Regions from separate parts of the Anser cygnoides genome. Here region 1 is linked to region 2. The links are chromatin contacts, called in public Hi-C maps. All regions are on one chromosome and are shown on one strand. Each heading gives the region's core, a stretch centred on a gene start, on an enhancer-like site or on the middle of the called end of the contact. The rest is flanking DNA. Distances are from core to core; before and after follow the strand shown. Region 1 has its middle 16 kb from the start of HES1. Region 2 has its middle 10 kb from the start of ATP13A3.

Evidence for each region. Hi-C and Micro-C count contacts between places; a contact is called where the count stands out from the background.
Region 1: a Hi-C map of liver shows a contact between it and region 2, with 6 times the contacts expected there. The contact joins two enhancer-like sites. A contact is called at or near these places in 3 of 7 Hi-C or Micro-C datasets (granulosa cells and liver).

What each region holds. Positions count from the first base shown.
Region 1 is chr9:14,272,485-14,279,605 of Taihu_goose_T2T_genome, reverse strand. No RefSeq gene overlaps it. Among named protein-coding and RNA genes, the nearest start is that of HES1, 16 kb to the left of the region's middle. Within about 2 kb of position 1,460, at least 2 of the 3 cell types and tissues checked have open chromatin away from gene starts, as enhancers often do. A contact at or near this core is called in liver, where this site is marked.
Region 2 is chr9:14,170,038-14,177,114 of Taihu_goose_T2T_genome, reverse strand. No RefSeq gene overlaps it. Among named protein-coding and RNA genes, the nearest start is that of ATP13A3, 10 kb to the left of the region's middle. Within about 2 kb of position 5,729, at least 1 of the 3 cell types and tissues checked has open chromatin away from gene starts, as enhancers often do. A contact at or near this core is called in liver, where this site is marked.

The DNA of each region.
Region 1 (7,121 bases), core at 211-2,710, 110 kb before region 2:
TGATGAACCCCCCTCGAGATGTGCTTGAAATTGCAGGTGCTGGTGTGAAATCCCGCCTGGGAGGTACCTGAGGAAAGGGCTGACTCCAAAGAGGGGGAGCAGAGCTCCAGCAGGCAGCCCTGCCGGGGGGTGAGGGGATTAAAGCCGCCGTACAGAAAGGCTTTGAGTGTTCTTGTCAAGGACTGACGCTAACAACTCATGTGACAACCTGCCAGGAAAACTTTTCAGATCATAATTCGCATAGCGTTTGTATCGTGTTCCCTTCCTGTTTAAAAAGGCAATATGGAAACCTTGCGAGGGGTTATTTGCTGGTCAGGCTGGTTTGCTGGTTGTGCTCCCGGTCACGCACGTTCCCATAGGAAGTGATGCCACCACGACAGGCACTATCTCTCAGAACAACTCTATCCCCTCTCCAGTTCCATTTTTTCTAATAATTCATTCCCAATTAAATAATAACAGCTAATGATTAGCGCTGGGTGCATATTAAGCCCGTGGCAGAGCAGGAAATTGGGCTGCCTCCCCACAAACCGCAGCACCACCTTCCTGTGTGGCATGTCAAACGGACAGCGGGGGACAGGGAGGGGACACTGCCTTCCCCTGCCCACCCCGGCCCTCACAAACCCATAGTTTTTCACCAATCCAGCCCCCAGTCCCGTGCCCAAAAGGCACACCCTGGGTGCAGCCAGAGCCCCCCACATGTGCACAACCACGGCACGGCGCTCGGCCACGGCTGGATGCCGGGGGCCCCAGCAGCACTGCGGCTCTCTGATAAGGCCATGTCTGCTGTAAAACGACCTTGTGTTTCGTGAGGAGGGATATTTATGAAATGACAGACAGCCGTGCTAATCTCTCGCTGGCAAGCGAGGCTCGTCGTGCTCCCCGGGGAGCGTGCTAGCCACCCAGCGGCCGGCCCCAGCCTTCTGCCCCAGCCAGGGCAGGTGGGCGCTGGGGAGGAGCTGGCAGCCTGCCTCTCCTCTGCTGGGGCTCACCCCCCGGGCAAGAAAATAATGAGCTCGGTGGCGAGCCTGAGCCACAGCGCCAGCACTTGGCACAGCCCCGGGCCCTGATGCCCATGCACGGCCCCGGGCTGCAGCACGGGGGGGGGGCTCCGAGGGAGCCTCGGCTGCCTGGGCAGCCCCAGCTGTGGGGGCCGAGCCACCTCCCTGCGTGCCAGAGCCCCCGGTTCACTCTCACCAGCAGCGCTGCAGCAGCAGCCTCCAAAACACGGCTCCCCCTTGGCTTTTTATCACCCGCGCAGCGCTGGCGAGGGGAGGGAGGCCACCGCCGGGGAACATCTGGGCTCCATTGCTCATTGTCTGGCAATTAATGTCAGCGCTGAAGACAGAAGGGACGTCAGATATTAAATAAACACAACCGCACTCTGCAGACCAAAACAGTCCCGCCGGGGGGGAGCACACATGCGCACGCACAGGCGTGCCGCTGCGGCACAGCACGGCCAGGGCGCAGGAAGCGGGCTGCTCGCCGCACACGTGTGTGCATGGCCACGCACGCTTGCAGGCTCCCACACGGCTCGGGTTTCACCTCGGTTAAGACAGGCAGGGAAAAAAAAAAACTTTTTTTTTTTTTTTTTTTTTCCAGCAGGCAAATTACAGCTGCAAGTGCGGAGACCTCCTGAAGCTCTACCCACAGCGCGCTGCCTGAGGGGGTTCTGTACATCCAGCAAGCAAAGCAGCAGGGATGGAGGGTCCCACCCTTCCACCCTCCCATCCCCAGGGCTGATTAAAAGCCATCTTCTCTCCCCCGGGGCTGATTAAAAGCTGACTTCTCTCCCCTGGAGCCTTCCCTCCTGCTCCCACCTCCCTTTCCCCACCCAGGGGGTTCCAGGACCAGAGGCAGAGCGGAGCATGAGAGCGGCTGGGCCCCCGGGGATGCTGTCTCAGGACTAAGCCCCACGGCCGGGTCAGCCCTTCCCCACTGGCAGCCTCACACCCAGCCGAGGATGTGCAGATTTGCTGCCAGCTCCATCCCAGCCCAAGCTCGTGGGCGGTGAGGAAGAGGAGCGCCGCAGCGGGGCCTCATGCGGTGCACCCCGTGTCCGGCTCCTCCTGCACACCGAGAGGGCTTAGGGCTGATTTAGCCTCCGGAAGCTTTTGTTCCCTTGCAGAAGCACAGTCTCTCTCTCTCTCTCTCCCTTGTCCTTAGCCCCTTTTAATATTAAGGTCAATAGGTTGATGATTAAGCAGGAAAAGGGCATGAAGAATCAGCCAAATTAAATCTTGTGTGCAAACAGGTGGGTGTGAAATTTCAATCAATGGCTGGTGTTAGCGGGGACCCCTGGGATCCCGATTTCCCAGGGGAAGGCTGGGCAGCCCAAGGGGGATTTGGTACAAAAACTCCAGACGTGGGAGAATAGAAAAAAGTCTTCTCAAAAACCAATATTGACAAGGTCCCTGTGTTTGCACCCCGGCTTTCCCCGGGAGCACAAAGGGAGGTGATTGTCCCGGGCGCGGTGGGGAGGGGACGCGGGGAACTCAAAGGTGAGCGGCCCCCCTGGCCCCCCAGCCCCAGCCCCTCTGCTTAATCCCCTGCTCGCCAGAGCTTTGAAGTCACCAGAGGTCGAATATGGGATGTAAATCACGTTAGCCGCGCTGCGTGATCACAACGCCATGCCAGACAATGCCGTGTCCCCACGGTGCCCATGCACCCTGACGAGTCGGGACACACCGGGACACACCGGGACACACTGGGACACGCGGGGCACACCAGTTCAGCCCCCCCCCAGCAGGCACTCGGCATGGTGCATGGAGTGCAGGCACGCGAGCAGGGACAGGGAGCAGCCACAGCGGGGCTGCCGATAGCGGGTGGCTTGTCCCTGGGACTCATTAGCAAGGGCTGCAGGCGCAGAGCTGTGTACAACACGAGCTGTTTGCTGTGGCGTGGGGTACTGGGGCCATCCCGCAGCGCTGCACATCTTGTAAGCATTAGCGTCACGTAAGAGCAGCCTGCACAGAAGGATGTGGGGTTTATGGGGCTGTAAAGCGCGCCGTCCCCGTTACAACAACGATGCTGCCGTGCAGAAAGGCGCCCTTCGCGCACGGGGCTCGGGAGCCAGGTGTGCCGGGAGGGAACACGGGGGGCTTGGAGGCTCTGCTGTCGCTCTGAGGATAACAGAGGGAGAAAAAACAGGCACAGGACAAAGCAGGAGGAAGCACCCAGGAGGTGCTGGCGGTACCTGCAGGGCTGGGGGACCTTTTAGCCAGTTGGGTGAGTGAGCACGAGGCTGCCGGCATCTGCCCTCTGTCCCACACGGCTTCGGTGGCCTCTGCTCCGCCCTGCCAGGGAAGCAGCCTCCAGGAGAACTGGTGGCAGACCCAAACAATCAACCTATTTCCTTTCTTCTAGCCACCACAAATGCACTATTTTTGGTGGGCTTTTTAAGCATCTTTTTTCACCTTTCCACACAAAAGCTATGGCTGGTAGTTCGAGACCCGCACGGGAGCTGCTCGGCCCTGGTGTTACGGCGTGCCCCGCCAGCCGGTCTCCAAAGCCCCCGCGGGCAGGCAGGAAATATCTGCTCCCAAAGCTTTTCTCCTTCTGCTTAACTGGGAGGCAGCGTGTGGGTTGTTGTTGTTTTGGTCTGGTTTTTAAACAACAACCAAAAAAATGTTGTTGCTGTGGAAAATATCTGCTCTCCATGGAAAATGCCTCGTCCTCACTGTACACGTTGTGGGCTGTACCAGAAAACATCTGATGTGCTTCCAAAACAACTGGGGCATTTATTTTCCTATTAGAGTGGAATTTTTTTGTTGGAAAACACAGTTTTACCTAGTTTGCACTGACACTTTCCGCCAAGCAAACTGTCCCCAGAGCACCCTCCACCCCCCGGAGGTGATATCGTGTGGCCTTACTCATCCCAGCGTGCAGGAAACACGGCTGGCTGCCCTCTTGGGGTGAGAAGACGGAGGAAAAGATGTTGTTTTAGGCCATACATGGTGCGAGGAACAAGCGTTGAGCAATGAAACGCACCCACCGGCCTGCCAGTATGAGCCGGGGTCGGGCTGACCTCGGACGGTTTTGGAAATGCCCTTTTCAGCCCTAGCACGTGAGCCACCCGGTGCTGTACCTCTGCTCCTTGTCCCAGAGCAGAGGAAGGTCTGGCAGGTAACTGTGCTGTGGAGTAGAAATGTTTAACTATCAGATCTGGAAAGCTGAACTGATTGTGTCCCTGTGTTGCCAGCATTTCACAATGTAAGGTATCAACGGGGCAGGTGATAAATATCTAACGTATTTATATCAGCTACTACAGCTGTCGAGTATCAACATAAATCAAAAGCTTAGAAACTAAGCCAAAACCCAACACTACCTTTCAGTTTAGCATTTTCCATGATTATTCTGTAGAAATGAACCTGTTACCTTCAGTCTTTGCCTTCAGAGGAACAACTTTCTGAGTGGAGCCTTACACTGCTAGGAAATGTCGGGGCAGCTCTGGCAAACATTTCCTCTGCGGTCCCAACAGGCAGCCTTATGGGGAGACAGCTGACATGAGTTGTTCCAACAACTGAGTCACGTCGGAGGTGGCACGCAGGGTAGAGAGCGCCCACAGAAGAAGCCTCAAAGAGCACAAGCCCGACTGCAGCGCTGCAGCAGCGCGAGGGCATCTGTACTTGTTTGGCTGGGCAGGCTGTGCTCAGAGCAAAAACAGTGGTTGTGCAACGACACAGCAAACATTTCCAGCTGAAACTGCATCGCTTCTGTTTAATTTGTGGGGAAAAGCCACAAAATTTTGCTCAAAAGTGAGTCTACTGTCCTTAAAATGAGCCTGCGCTTAGCACGAAGGCAGGGATGGTGGCGGCAGCACCCCTGCAGGTCTGTGCTCCTGCGCAGCACGAGGTAGGCAGCACCCAGGGGTGGCTGTCGTGGTCCCTGCACAACAGCTCTAGCTCAGCTCAAACCTTACAGCTGGGGCTTAAGCCCTGCCCTTGGGAGGAGATGCAACACTCCCAGCTGGGGAATATCCTCTAGTACCACACAGAGCGTCACGGCAAAGCCTCAGGGGGGCAATCAGGGAAATTGCCTGTGCCTTCCCACATGAGCCACAGCACCTCCTGCTCCTCGAGTGTCTGCAGGTCCAGAGCCACCACAGCTCGCCGTGTCCAGGGCTGGTGAGAAAAGGGACGACCCACCGGCACCCAGCCTGACACAGGAGCCACGGTCCTGCGTGGCACGGCAAGGCATGGCACGGCACGGCAGGGCACAGTATGGCACGGCACGGCATGGCACGGCATGGCGTGGCATGGCACAGCATGGCATGACACAGCAGGACATGGTACAGGATGGCACAGCATGGCACAGCATGGCATGGCATGGCATGGCATGGCAAGGCAATCATGGCACGGCACGGCACAGCAAGACACAGAAAGACACAGCACGGCATGGCACAGCACAGCACGGCATGGCACAGCAAGACACAGCCCAGCACAGCATGGCACAGCACAGCCGCTGCACAGCCGCACTCTGCATGGCTTTTTTTTCCCCCGAACAGCCTTCTAAGGAAACATCTGCTGTGCCCCCACCCTGCACCAGAGCCGAAGATCAAAATAAAGAACTTTTGTCTTTTTATTAAGCATTTTAGTAAACGTGACTATTACATTCATATTATATTTCCCTGTTTTGTACAAACACATTTAAGTCAGCACTAAGAGGATTACGTTTATGGCGCACCAATCTCTGCTCAAATGGGCTGACTAAAGAAACTCTTGTTAAACAGTGTTTTCTCTAATGCCTGTTGCTTTTCTTCCTTGCCTTAGTGCTCAGACATCTATCCAGGCTCCCTAAATCCACCCTCCTCGTAAGCTTTCAGATCAAGACTCTTCCCCCTCTGCCCCCCTCCGGATCCTTTAATGCAGCTGAAGATGAACATTAGCGCTTGGTTCAACTGCACTGGAAAGGGAAAGGGCAGATTCATCAAAATCTTTATACCTCCATAGAAAAATGTAGCCTTTTGCCTTTCCTCGACTGAATGCCTTTTCTAGAGGGTATTCATTAGGGGTTCGGTCTGTTTTTGCAGACAGCTCCACAGATGTTGACATTTTTTTTCTTCGCTGGGTTAAGACGCCTTCTATAGGCTTTCATTCTTCATTTGTTACTTCTTTATTATCCAAGAGTGGGGGTTCTTTTTTTTTTTTCCCCCTTTTTTTTTTTCCTTTTTCCTTTCTTCCCGAGGAGTTGACTCGGCTCTCTGAAGAGAGCAGTAGTAGCCAGCCTCATTATTATCTCGGGCCCTTTTTCATCGCCCCGGCAGGCCGGCCGGGGCCGCGGGGCCATTGTGGCGGAGCAGCAGGTAGCTGTGGCACGGCAGGGTCAGCGCCGCGGCCGCCACGGTGCCTTTGTGCGCCCGCCTCGTGCTGCCGGCCCCTGGGGACCGCGCTGGGAAAGGTCGGGAGCGCGCCGCCGCGCGTACCTGGGCTGCTGTCCTGCTGGGAAATAGCTGGTTGGAGAGGAATCAGTGGACGGCAGGGAGGAAAAAATACAAAAATTGATTTAAAAATAAGGAAAAATAATAAAGCATGGGATGGGAGGCAGAGGGGATGGCATATTGGCAGGGCTGGCGATGGTACTGCTGTGCATGGTAGGTCCTGGTGGTGCCACCATCGCCTGCAAAAAGCAAACCGGGCAGTGCTGCTGCGTGACAGTGCGTGTCCACAGGGTGCAGGTCAGGGAGCTACGGGCTCGAGGCTTGTGCCTTCGGGCACCAGGCTAGCCAGTTTTGCATGGTGAGCTCTCCAAAGACAGTGATTTGGCTCAGCGTGGGGCTTGGTGCTCCTTGTGCCCCACTGCCGAGAGCAGCCACACCGTGCCTCTCCTGCAAACCTGCACCAGCCAAATGCTCCGTCCCCAGGGCCAGCAAACGTCCCAGTATCTGCACCCCTGTCCCCAAAGGAAATATACGGTGTATCTAGAGATATTTCCCCAAAAAGACCTCGAGGAGGGACACAGGTATTGGCGAAGGCATCATAATAACCCAAGTGGCACTTCAGGACCTGCCGTAAGGGAACCCAGAGGTAACAGTTCCAGCCTATTCACAGATGGGCTCATTGTGTCGCGGTGCCGCCGCAGGCCGTGCATTATCTCGAGGCAAAGAATAGCCCCGCTCAAAGAGC
Region 2 (7,077 bases), core at 4,480-6,979:
GCCCACCCGGCACAGAGGAAAAATTCAAGCTCTCGGGCAGCTTTCACAACTGGAAAAGCAGATATGCTTTTGAGCTGAAGAATGCACACACACCGCTAATGGACCTCACTATCTAGCAGCACGATGTTTTGATTTCATATTAGAATTGCTTGAAAACGGAGCGTTTAATACCTCTATCATTGTACATTTCTCCCTCAAAGTATGTTTGAAGGACTTAATTTCAAGCATATCTCTGAAAATGTATTATCCCAGGCTGATGGCATCAAAGAGTGAATTAGGAATAAAGCCAAGTGAATAAAAACAAAGATATATTTCCTTTCAGTTACTGTGCAGCCTTCACAGGCTACAGAGCATTAGATTACTGAAATACCACTAACGCATTCTTCAAGATCTGCAAATTAGTGCCTTGCTTTCATACCCTTAGTATGAAGCAAGAATGCAATCCTTGTTACCACTCAGCCCAGCGAGAGCTATGCTGTGATGAGCAGCTTTAGGTTTGCAGCACTGGAAAAATGTCTTTGAACTAGTGCTGTTTGCATTCCCAGTTTCCGAGACATATTTGTCATAGCAAAATTCCCCTATTGAACTGAAAAAAAAAAAAAAGAAAAAAAAAACTGAATTTGATGACTGTTTTGAGGAGATAACTGACAGTGCATGCACCGCTTGCTTTCATCGTCTGTTCTTTGACATCAGCCGTGGAGAAGCAGAAGCCCTTGCTGCTGCCCTGAGTCAGGCTGAAGGTCCCCGCACACCCACCCACCTCTGATGGGAGGTTGCTCAGAGAAGACACGAGACAGGGGCAGGCACGTGCTGAGGAGATGGAGTGAGCTGAAATTGAGGGCGAGAGGACAGCTCCCATTCCTGCCCATCAGGGAATCAAGCACAAACCCCCCTTCTAGTGCTATGCTAACAGCAATTGTAATGGGGGCAGAGCAAGGAATGTTTGGTATCCATGGCTTATCCAGAGTTTTAACACAGAGCTTAAACCAAGAATATCCCTCTTCTGGCAAATTAAGAGACATCTCGTGACCGCTGCTGTGGCTGGACACAGAATGTGATTTTAACAGTGTGGTCCAAGAGAAATGATTGCCACACTATCCATGAGCAATAGCACCCAGTTTCATAATCCTGGCAAAATTAGCATATAAATATAACCTGAAACAGCACCCTCACTGTACACACAACTCGCTGTTGTTATGATAGCATTCCTACACCATACTGTCAACTTCTACTACTCCCTCCTGAAGCCTCTTCTGGACGGGACTTCACAGCACTGCAGCCCTCCTTTGTGCATTTGTGCAAAGTGGCACTTCAGGGCCCTTCAGGGCCCGGGGCTGTCACAGGTCCTGCTGCTGGCCCAGGTCTCCTGCGGGGACCCGCAGCCCCAAGGAGAAACGCAGCCGTACAAGTGTCACCTCCAGCCTGGAGGCTGCCCATGACCTCACTGCAGCAGAGGGTTTCTTCCCATCCAAGCCCCCACTCTGCTCCTTGCGACACTTGCTGCACAGAGCTGACCTTGCACCAACAGAAGCAGAGTCCTCACTTTCTTACCATCGCTCCTACGTTCTCCTGTGCAGCCCCAAAGCTGGAAGGAGCAGAGGGTAGGAAGCAGGCTAGAGGAAAGCCGATCACTGCCAAAGTGCTCCCATCCCGCCAGTTCCTGGGGGGATTTCTCTGCCTCTTGGTTATGTCAAATTACTGCAGATGCATGGATTTCCTGATTTCCCTTGTAGGTGGAACATTTTCCAGGCCCCACCTCACTTCAATGCCACTGACAGAGGATTTTCTTTTAGCCAGTCTGAGACCACGAAGGCCTGAGGGGTCCGTGTGCACTAGTGTGCTGGTTTGGACCAGGCGCACGTCTTTGAAGCAAGTTGTGTGATCAGCCCGATTAGCTCCGTGCTTTGCTTCACATCAAAGTAGCCGTGGAGCAAAAGAACCAGGTTCCCTTTGGGTGAGCTAAGCCTGCAGCTGCTCTCCGGGATCCTGCCTGATGTGGTGCAAGTGCTAAAGCAGCTCAGCCTCCAGAGCCAGGCTAGGGCCTGTCCAAGATGAAAACCCTCTGGAACATACCTGCGGCCCCTCCTCTGCGCTACAGGCCTGGTCCTGCTGGGCCGCACTGCTTGCTGGTGAAGGCACGGATATCGGCTTGCTGAGGTGCTCCAAGGGGCATCTGTAATCAGACCTATTAACCATAATCAGACCCATTATCAGGTGTGCTGTTTCCACCACTGTCCCTGCTCACCCCACTTCAGAGACAGACACCTTCGCCCCCTCACCACTGCCCGTGCCCGCATAGGACACACCAATGCTGTGTCCTTGCCATGGGTGCCCATGGAGCTGTGACACATGGGGACGAGCTCTCCCCACCACCAGCAGCTCTGTGGGCAAGCCAAACTGTCAAAGGGAAATCTGTGGGCCCAAAAACTGGGCCAGAGACACCGCAGGGCTTGGGCCCTGGCCCAAGGAGGGCATGCTGCAGTTCATTAGGCACAGGCCGAAGCCATGTCTCCAGCACCAAGCTACTCTCTTGAGCCATGCCAGACAGACAGACTGGTTTAATTGTGCCTGCATTCCCCCAAAAATTTCTGAAGAGATTCTGAAGTCATGAGGCAGAAGGAAGATTGGAGGCACGTAACCACGCACCAAGCCGGCAGCCTCTCAGCTGCAGGGCGAGGTATTCTCAGCTCTAGGACACTCGTGATGTTTCCACAGTTTTGCCAGACAGTAAATACACGGTGTCTAAGTAAGGATGAAAGCAAGCCTCTGGCAAGAAGGCAATGTTCTCTCACTGGCAGTAATTAAGCTGAAATTACAAATGGACACAAACTGCTAACATTTTTTGTGGCTTTATGCAGACTAAATTCTCCATCCAACCTTAAATTAAGCTCCGTTAAAGACAGGGCAGGGAGAGGGCTGAGAAGCTTGGCGCAGCAAGGAGGCGATCGGATTGTCACGGCTGCTCTGACTGAAGCAGAGCTGCATTGGGGGAGCCTGGGGCTGCAGTCAGCCCCACACACTGACACGCACGAACCAGCCTCGCAGAAAACAGATCATGTCTGAGGATCACTGTGCCTTTCTGAAATTGTACAATAAAAGTTACCTGCCCACTCCTCGCCCCCTGCTCTCCAAGCCACCCTGCTCAGGCTCACTGCATTACTCCAGGCTTTCCTCAGTAACAGCCAGGCCTGGGGGCTGCAGAGAAGCCAGCAAGGGTAGTCGCTTGCTGTCAGGAGTTAGGGATTCCCATCCCCACCCCAGGACAGCGCCCAGCAGCCCGACAGAAGTGCTCTGGACTCTCCTCCCACACCAGAAGAGGGCCTCTCAGGTGCTCTCCCTCCCAGGGCTCAGCAGGGCAGCAGCTCCAGAGCCTCCACTTCCAAGCAGCTGCTCATCACGCTGAACAAGAAGCTGCTGGATCCTTTCCACCATCCTTTGCCCTCTGGGGTCCTTTCTCTTGAATCTGTAAGGTATTAGCATAAGAAATGACTAATTACTTTTGCAGCTCCACCCTAATGAAGCAAGCTCACCTGCCTCCTCAGGACAGGTCATGCCCCAACAGCCACCTGGCTGCTGGATTGCTCCAGACACCTCCGAGGGCTCTGCAGACAGCGCAGGCTCCAGGGCAGGAGGAGACAAGTGGCTGTGAATAGCAAAGGGGTGAAACAGCTGCTCCCTGTGGCTTTCAACCCCCTGCGCTGGGTGAGCGAGTGGAAGCATGCTCATGGTGGCTGGGAAACTCAAAGGGAGGAATGTGCAATTGCGTGACAGCGCTTCCCACTGCTCACACACATGCAAAGGTGCAGACCCACCTACGTGCCACACTGGGTCCTCCTCCCCCTGAGAAGCAGCGTGCCAGGTGCCGATGGAGACCTCACCCAGTGGGCCGTGCCTGTGGCAAGGACGTTGTTGGCACCCTGGTGTAGCCCTGGACCTGTCCGTGCCAGTGTCCTCATCTGCGCCTCGCTTCCCCAGAGCATCCCCTGCACTCCTCCCAGAGCAGGAGCAGAAAGATGCAGCAGCAGCCCCTCAGGAAAAGCCTTCTCCAAAGCTGTGCCTGCTTGGAGCATTCCCACCCTCACCATTGTTTTGGGAATAGCTGGAAAATGTCAGCAGGGCGCTGGGTGCGGGTGGGGGGTGGGCAGGAAAAAGGAAAAACAGATGATTAGATTTTTTTAAATCAGCCAATAAATTATATTAACTTTTCCATTGACCTTTTGTCGGGTCACATTATCAGACTAGTGAATATGGTTCATGAAGATAGTATTATGCTCAGATTTCAAGCTGTGCAGAAAATGCATCCCAAGCAATACCCCAAAATGGAAACGTCAGCTCTGCCAGAGGGATGTGCCGCTGGGTGCATGGGTTCTGGGTGCTCCCTCCGGGAGCAGGGCAGAACCAACACCCATAAATATCCCACTCCAGTTCCTTGCAGCACCCTCCCTGTTATTATTTAAAAGGCCCAGTTCCCCAGCAGGCTGGGATTTTGTAAGGCCTGATTTTGCCAGTGGTGCCATTTATTGCATTTTCTTTGAGATTGCCTGCGGAGGGACCTGCTTGCAGTATGTGGCTAGGACAGCGGGGGTGAGGGCATGGTTGCAGGCACCAGGCACCTATGTGGGGCAGGCAGGACCGCATCCCCGTGCAGCACGCACCTGCTGCATGACCATGAAGCCGCTCATGCTGTCTCTCCTGTGGCTGTGATGCCTTTCGGGAGGACCAGCTGGGGACATCGGTGTCCCTGCACAGGCACTGTGTCCCCAGTACTGTGCTCAGTGGGGACAGTGTGACTGAGCCTTGGCAGGTGAGGAAATGATGCAGGGCAGGAGCAAAGCGCTCACAAAGCCACAGGGGCAGAGCTTGCCTAGGACCAACATGGGTCACCCTCAGCGGTGTGGCTGGCAGCATGACCCTGCTATCCCCAGGCCAGGGCCATCCTGGCCCCCATGCAGAGCCCCCCTCACCCTCTGCTAGCCCAGTGAAGCCAAAATTAGCCTCCCCTCTGCATGTGCCGGGTAGAAGAGCCACAATTGTATCTCAGGAAGGCATTATTGTACTCCATGAGCCCTATCTTATCAGGGAGAGGAAAATAGGACTTTGACAAATTGCCTCTGCCGTGGCTGGGGTGAGCACATGATTTTCAGGAATCGCCCACCACGGCCACTATTGTTCCCAGCCCCGGCGCTGCGCGGGGCCGTACCGCACGACCCTCCTGCTGGGGAAGGAGCACGCGGGGCCCCGCACATTGTGTCTGCAGCCCGGCACTGTGGCGGGGAGGCGGCTGAGGTTGCATTGATCCCTTTATCGCCAGCCTTGAGTGCTGATAAGGTGACATCACCCGACGGAGCGAGGACTTGACCCCTGTTGCAAGAGGAGATTGTTATCGGCGGGCTCTGGCAGGGCCGCGCTGGCCGGCAGCTGGAAGCAGAGCCACCCCGCGAGCCTTTGACACGATAGGAAGGGCTTGTTTAGCCCTGCACAATGGCTGCTCAGATCCTGCCCAACAACGCTGCAGATCGGCACGGGGCAGCCCCGGAGCACACCAAAGGCACTTGGCTTCTCCTCCGCAGTGGCCCAGGGGACCCAGCCGCTGTCCTGGGATGTTCTGCCTGGCCCCATGGAGTGCCCAGGCCCCAAAGCACCCGCTGGGCCCAGATGGGTGCTGGTCCCAGCCCCAGGCAGCCTGAGAGCAGCCCGTGGGCCCATCACAGACCATCCCTGCAGGGAACAGGGGCTGCTCCTGGTGCCTCTCCACCGCCAGCACTGCTGCTGCAAGGAGTAACCAGGAGGGACCAAAGAGCCTCTCAAGCAGATCCAGACAGAGGCAGAAGACCTGAAAGGCAGCTGTGATGGCTGTGCTTGACACACGCCACCCGGACAGCTCTCACAAGCCCCCAGTGATGTCCCACATGGGATGTCCACCTGCCCCATAGCGCTAACAGCACATGGGCCAGGCTGAGTGTATGCAAACAAATACGTCCTTCAGCCACTCGTGTAACTGTGGCTGCTGCGGGGCTGGCCTGGCAGCAGTGCTGGCGGTGGGCTGGAGCCAGCACAGGCTCAGCAGGCAGGGAGAGCGCCTCTCCCTCCTGAGTGACCGTAGCTGCTGGGGCTCATCCCCATCAGAGGTGCTGGTGCTGCCAGAACCCCTCAAGTACCCCAGCAGAAGTGGGTCTGGAGGGAAAAGCAGCCACAGGGGGCTACAAGGGAGCATGTAGAAAGGGTCACAGGTGACAGCAAACCAGCCACATTGCACTGCCATGCAATACCTACCTGCTGTTGTGTGCTCTGTGCCCTTTTCTGCTCTGCTGCTGGGTTCTGGGTCCCAAGGAAGGATGAAGGGGCAAAATGCCAGGTGCTGCAAGCATCACAGCCACCCAGCCATCATCTCCCCATGAACCTCCCTGTACTGAAAGCACAGCCGAAATCCCTCCGTGTGGCTCATCTTCATCACTCTGCCTGCAGAACACCTGGTGATGGCCATAATCCCACTGTGTTCTGCTCGCTACCCATGGTACTGGCCTGTTGTGCCCCCTGCGGTGCCCCCACCTCCATTCCAAGCTCTCTGGGCAGGGACTCTCCCGGCCAGCACCCAGCTCAGTAGGAAGCAGTTCAGGACATGGGCTGTGCATGAAGAAGAACCACTTCTTGTCCGAGCACTGGCAGGTCCCGCAGGGCAGCGCTGCCTGCAGACATGGCCCACAGCCCCCCTGACAACCCATGAGAGGTGACCTGTCCCTGCCCAGCCAGGCACTACGGCCACCCGAAGGTTGTTTTATAACAATGGGACACAAAAGCAGGCAATGAGGCAGGTTGGGGGGTCCACCTCGTCCTGGCGAGCCTGAGCCAGGCAGTGGCTGGAGCAGGACCTGTGGGGACAAAGCAGAGCCAGCAGCACGGTGACCTCCTGCCACCCGCCCTCCTGTCCTGGTGGCCACAGCCTAGGGACTTCCCGAGCAGAGGTGGCAGCCCTGGCCTGTCTCCTTGAGCTCCCCTCATCACTCATCCGAGTTTCACTGCCCAAAATATCCCACAATGATTTCCGCAGCTAATTTGGGCCGTCTCTGAGTGTTCCTC